Regions from separate parts of the Ovis aries genome. Here region 1 is linked to region 2. Evidence: chromatin contacts called from public Hi-C data. All regions are on one chromosome and are shown on one strand. Each heading gives the region's core, a stretch centred on a gene start, on an enhancer-like site or on the middle of the called end of the contact. The rest is flanking DNA. Distances are from core to core; before and after follow the strand shown.

What was found. A called contact is a pair of places that touch in the nucleus more often than the background predicts.
Region 1: a Hi-C map of tail adipose tissue shows a contact between it and region 2, with 2.0 times the contacts expected there. The contact joins the promoter of ATP6V0C here to the promoter of RNPS1 in region 2. A contact is called at or near these places in 2 of 16 Hi-C or Micro-C datasets (liver and tail adipose tissue).

The regions. Positions count from the first base shown.
Region 1 is chr24:2,523,654-2,526,409 of ARS-UI_Ramb_v3.0, reverse strand. It overlaps ATP6V0C (ATPase H+ transporting V0 subunit c), which reads right to left and starts at 1,380. Exons shown (of 3, transcript NM_001009195.1): 1 at 1,302-1,380. The coding sequence starts at 1,380.
Region 2 is chr24:2,305,904-2,308,857 of ARS-UI_Ramb_v3.0, reverse strand. It overlaps RNPS1 (RNA binding protein with serine rich domain 1), which reads left to right and starts at 1,421. Exons shown (of 7, transcript XM_027961157.2): 1 at 1,421-1,480. The coding sequence starts at 1,479.

The DNA of each region.
Region 1 (2,756 bases), core at 131-2,630, 220 kb before region 2:
AGGGCAGGGCCCACTCAGTGGCTTGTGACCTGCAGCAGGCAGGCCCGGGCAAAGGGAGGTCCCCACACCCCCACCCCACTGGTGTTTACAGTCAGCAGACACTGTTTGGAGTTCAATCCCTGCACATACCTGCACAAGAAGCCTCTCCAGTCCCAGATAGGGTGGGGCAGGGCGAGTCATCAAAGCCCCAAGCCAGACGAACCCAAGGAAGCCTGGACTAGACCAGGCCAAACCAGTTGGTGGGGCTGTAGGGGGGTCAGGACTCATTTCTGAGTCCCACATCCCTGGCTGGGCCCAAGTGCTCATCTCCCAGAAAGGCCAATTTCCACTGAATTTTACACCGAAGACTGTTAAGACCCCACTTCAAAACTAGAGTGTCATCTAGAACACTGGAAGGCCCCCTTCTCCATTCCTGGGGCAGCCCCTCCCAATTCCAGGCCTCAGTAAAGGGGAGAAAGGTCATTCATTCATTCAGACTCCTCCCAAGGAAGAAAGCTCAATCACCTCAATGCTGAGGCTCCTCGCTAACTCGCCCACCCAGACAAGCGTCCACACACAGTGCAGAGGCTGGCCTGTTTCCTGGACATCCACCCTGCGCCCTCAGCCTGTCTGACCCACCTCCACCTCTAGACTCCACTCCCACCTCTGAGGTCCTGCCCTGCTCTCAAGACCAACCTCTCAATCCAGCTTTTCCTACCAACCCACACAGCCTAGTGTTGGGAAACACCGACAAACCCTAACTGGAAGCACCTGTTTAAGTGCAGACCCACCTGAACGCCCCCCACCCCCGCTGCCCCATGGAGGCGGGGGGGCAGGCCGCCACAAGGGCGAGGGCCATGGACCTCGGCAGGGAGCACCCAAAGGCCGGCCCCTTGTGGGGGTAGCTTTCCGAGGCGTGATGTCACACCTGCCAGCAGGATGGGGGGGGCGGGTGCGGAGCAAGCGCAGGACCGCGGGCCCCCACCCCGGTCTGCCCCCGCCTCTCCGGGGACTAAGATGGCAGCGACGCCGCCGCCCCTCCCCCGCACCGAAGAGACCGGCTGGCAGGGGGCCGTCCGGGACCCCCTGGGACCCACACCTGGGACCAGTCAGCGGGCCCCACTCTCCAGACACCCGACGGCCCCTGCAGCCCTCAGGGTCCCGATAACACCCCCCCCCGCAGTCACGTGAGACCCGGGAACCCCCCCCCCCAACAGCTCGAAATTACGTCAAAATGACATCACACGCCGAACCCCGGGGAGCAACAGGCACGAGCCCCGTGGGTCCCCCGTCTCCCGGGTCCCTCCTGCCACGGCGCTCACCGCTGAAGACCATGGCGGCTGAGGCACCCATGACCGCGAAAAAGGAAGCGTACTCGGGGCCGCTCTTGGCCTCGGACATGTCTGCGGGTGGGGAGGGGGGGCGAGTTCAGCGGACCGAGGCCGGGGCGAGGTCGGGCCGGGCGCGGCGAGCGGCGGGGTGCGCGAGGCGAGCTGGCCGGAGGCTGCGAAGGCGACCCGGCCCGTCAGCCGCTGCGCTCTAAATACCAGCACCGCAGGACAAAATGGCGGCCGCGGCCGCGTCACATGACCGGGGCCCCGCCCCTGCGGCCCGCACCACTCCGCATGGGCGGGGGGAGCCGCGGCGGGGACGCCGGGCGCCCCGCCCCGCCGGCCTGCACCCCAGCGCAACGCCTCGCGCCGGCCGCCGTGGGCGCCCCTGGGACCCCGCTGCGGTGGGCCCGTCCGGTCGCAGGGCCGGGGCGGGGCGGGGCGCGCCTGGATTAGCATACGGGGCGGGGCTCGCGGCGCCCCGCCTTCTCTGCGGCTGCGCCGCTCCGCGGGGTTTCGGTTCCGAGCGTCGCGTTCCTCCACGGTCTCCGAGTGGAGCCCGGCCGCGGGGTTCTAACGGTCCAGACCGCAGGGACTCAGGACTGCGGTCTACCCTCGACGTCCTCACACCCTCCGGGGTGACCTGAGGGCGGAGCCGGAGTCCTGTGTCCCGAGGCACCAACCACCCCCGTCCCCTGTCGACCCCGTCTCCAGTCTCTTCCAAACCCGTCCAGCAATTTGGGATTTCTCCCGTGGCGTCCGAGAAAAAGGAGGCCCCTACTCTGTATCTGTGTCCTCTTTTGCATCAAACCTAGACTGCTGTTTTGGAGGGGTTATCTCTACTCCTCAGCTTGTAGGCGCGGTTGGTTTGAAACCCTGCACGACCTGTGAAGTCTTCCCTGGATAGCTATATCGTCTGGGGTCCCTTGTCCTGCCTGTTTCCACAGCAAGCCCACGAATCCAGGGCTGCCCTTGTTTCTGGAACAGCAGTAAGTGGTTCCCTCTGAGCCTAGCAGACCGTCTGGGCCTGGGGCTGCCCTGATAATCTCATATGGGTATACTGGTACCCTGACTGGCTGCCTTATCGCTGGCCACCAGCTCTGGTTCCCTCTGCCCTTTCATCTGGCGCATTTCAGGAGCCCTGGGTGACTGCCATCTGATCCTGGGTCTCCCTTGAGCCCCACCCCTCGCCCTGACATTAAAGCGCGCTTCATGAACAGCCGGAGCTATAGCAGTCATCAGCCTTCACGTGGGCACTGGGGCCACTACCTCTGGCCTGGCCTTCCCACTGGACCCATCTTCCACACCAGGAACCTGCCTCATAGTCTCTTCTCCACCGTGAGGCTGACTCTGCACCACCTCCAGCACCAAACTTGCAACCCTTGAGTGCCATCTCTTTCCTGTTTCCAAAGAGAGGAGGCTGCCATTCAGCTTGAGCCCTCCCCA
Region 2 (2,954 bases), core at 172-2,671:
TCCCCTGATATTTGATCCATCTCCAAGCTACACTGGTTCCTTCCCCCACGAGGGCCTTGAATCTGTTCCTTTCTCTTCCTTGTGGGACCTACCTGTTCACATGCCCATCAAGAGTGGGAGCGCACCTTCTCTCCCCCCATTGCTGCTGCTGCTAAGTCGCTTCAGTCATGTGCGATTCTGTGCAGCCCCATAGACGGCAGCCCACCAGGCTCCCCCGTCCCTGGGATTCTCCAGGCAAGAACACTGGAGTGGGTTGCCATTTCCTTCTCCAATGCATGAAAGAGAAAAGTGAAAGTGAAGTCGCTCAGTCGTGTCTGACTCTTAGCGACCCCATGGACTGCGGCCCACCAGGCTCCTCCGTCCATGGGATTTTCCAGGCAAGAGTACTGGAGTGGGGTGCCATTGCCTTCTCCGCTCCCCCTACTAACAGTCACGAAACGTTGACTGCCTGCCAGGCGCTGCTCGGAGAGGGGAGGGACACAGCGGTAAACACATCCGCAAGCCCTGGCCCCCTCAGCGCCGGGTTTTACTCCGACAGCCTCCTGCCTGGTCCTGGGCCTCTAACTCTCAGCTTCCTGCCTTTGCCAGAAGGCTCTGACAGTGCAGGATGAAGCCTTGGCGCCGTATGTTGCACAGGTTCTCTGTTCCTCCAAACGCTAGACTCCACCTTCCTAGCCCCGGTTTCTTCCAAGGAGCCTTCGCACCATTTGTTCCTTCTGCCGGACATGCCCTTCTACTGCAGGCCTCAGCGGCAGGGTCAGCGCCTCGGAGGCGCGTTCCCTTCTGCACACTGTCTTCCACCCTGCCTTCTGCAGCCCGCTCGTTCTGGCTGCACTACCCGCTGCCTTGTCCTCCTGGTACAATTCCGCCGGCACAGAATCTGCGCCTGCAGCATCACCCCTCACGCCATGAGCGGTAACTGCACGAACCCATCCCCGCAACTGCCCTGCTCGCGAAGCCACCACCGCCCTACGGGTGCCCACGGCAAGCCGCCAGAGCGTGCAGCACCTGTGCACCCTTTCTCCAACCCCGCCGCCGGGCCGCCCGGGACCCTCCACGTAGCAGCCGGGTCGGGAGCCCAGCGACCTGGGACGCCACCAGGCCCGCAGCCCGCCCGGTGCGCATGCGCACGGAGAGGGGCGGGCCCGCGGCCGCCTTAACCCTCTCCGCGCCAGCCAGCAAACTGCTCTCACGAAGTAGCCCTCGCAGCCCCAGAGAGCTGCCAGCTTGATGGCCCCACGAGGCGTGCAGCCCGCCCGGGGGAGCCCCGGTCGACCCTCCAGAGTAAGCGCCCCGACGCGTCTCTTCCTAAACAGGCCTTGGCCCTTTAACACTCTCGCTCGCGCCCATTGGCCGAGGGGCTCGACGTCATCGCTGCGCGCCGGACGACCGCTCCTTCCCGCTCCCTAATCCTGACGCCAGAGCCGCGCCGCCCTCTGAGGCTGAGAAGAGCGGGAGGAGGTCGCGGCGGCGGGAAGATGTAAGTACCGGGAATCCGACCCCATCCGAGCTTTGGGACCCGCCCGCCATGTTCGGCGGGGCGCATCGTGGAGCCGGCCTGCTCCTTGGCCACGTGGTGGTGACGGTGGGGCCTGTGGCGTCGCTCCGGGTTTGAGAAGAAAGAATGTGGCCCGGGGCGGGCTGAGTGGGAGGCGCCGAAGCTGCGGCCCGGAAGTGGTCGGGGCCGCGGCGGGCGGAAGGGCGCCCTCGTTTCCTCGGCTCTGCAGCGGGACCAGTGAGGCCCGCGGGATTCGGAGCGGCCGGGAACTCGGCCTCCGCCGTCCGGGCCCTCTCACCGGGCTGGAAACCCAGGCCCGCAACGCCGGGCCCTGCCCTGGAAGCGCCCGCGGCCCGGCTCCTGGACTGGGGAGTTGTGAGTGAACGCGGACGCGGGGTGCTGAGGTCGCGTGCGGGGCCGGGGCCGGGGCCGGTGGGTACGAGATGCGTTTTGGGAGCCCCTGGGTGACCGACTGACCCTCCCTTTGAAGCCATTAATTTCAAACATCGACTCCACGAACGTCTGCGGGGTTCCTGTGTGTCGTTCCCGGTGCTAGCCCTTGGGGATACGGCCCCTAATGTCTTGGAGCCCAGTTTGACGGTAACCCCAAAAGAGAGGATACGGAAAGGTTAAATCGACGGAGCAGAGGCGTGGCCTTTTCCAATCTCTCATGAATTGTGCCTGAAATGTACTTGTAAATGGAGAAGGTGCTCCGAAGATGTGAGCTGAAACGCCATGTACGCGAGATATGACTAATTGTTCTCTCCTATTTTTGGCTGTTGGACGCGCACCTTTCCAGAGGATGGGGGAGGTAACCACGGTCCTGTTACCTGCACTTGTGTAAACATAATCAACCTTTGCTTTCTAGCCCTCTGGCCACACCCAGAAAAGCCTTCCTTTACTCTGGTCTTAATTGAGTTTTAAGAATAAACGCTGGTGCTTGTTTTCACAAACTACAAAGAGCAGATCTTTAGGACTGGGGTGGGGCCCTGGAATATGTATTCTAGGTCAGCTGTGTAATAAGGTAGCCTCTGGCCACACGTGGCTACTGAGTACTTGAAATGTACCTAGTTCAAATTGATGTGTTTAACACGCTTAGCATGGGGAAGCATGGATATTTTATTAATGATTTTGTATGCTGATTGGTGAAAAGATGATGTGTGGGGTGTAGTGTGTCAGATAAATACATTACTCAAAGTTAACTTCATCTGTTAACTAATGCTTTTTTGGAACGTTGCTCCAAGAAAATTTTAGAGTACTCTTGTAGCTGGCTCTCTTTCTATTGGACAGTGCTACTCTTGGTGATCGTAATGGGGGCAGTCCAGGGACCCCTGCTGATCATTCAGAGGCTGTGTGACTTAAGAGCCAAGAGTTTGCCTCAGAAAAGCCTCCAAAGCCTTTCTCCTAATATTAGCTAACATCTGTTGAGCCTTAACTAGGTCCCCAAGACTCTTTT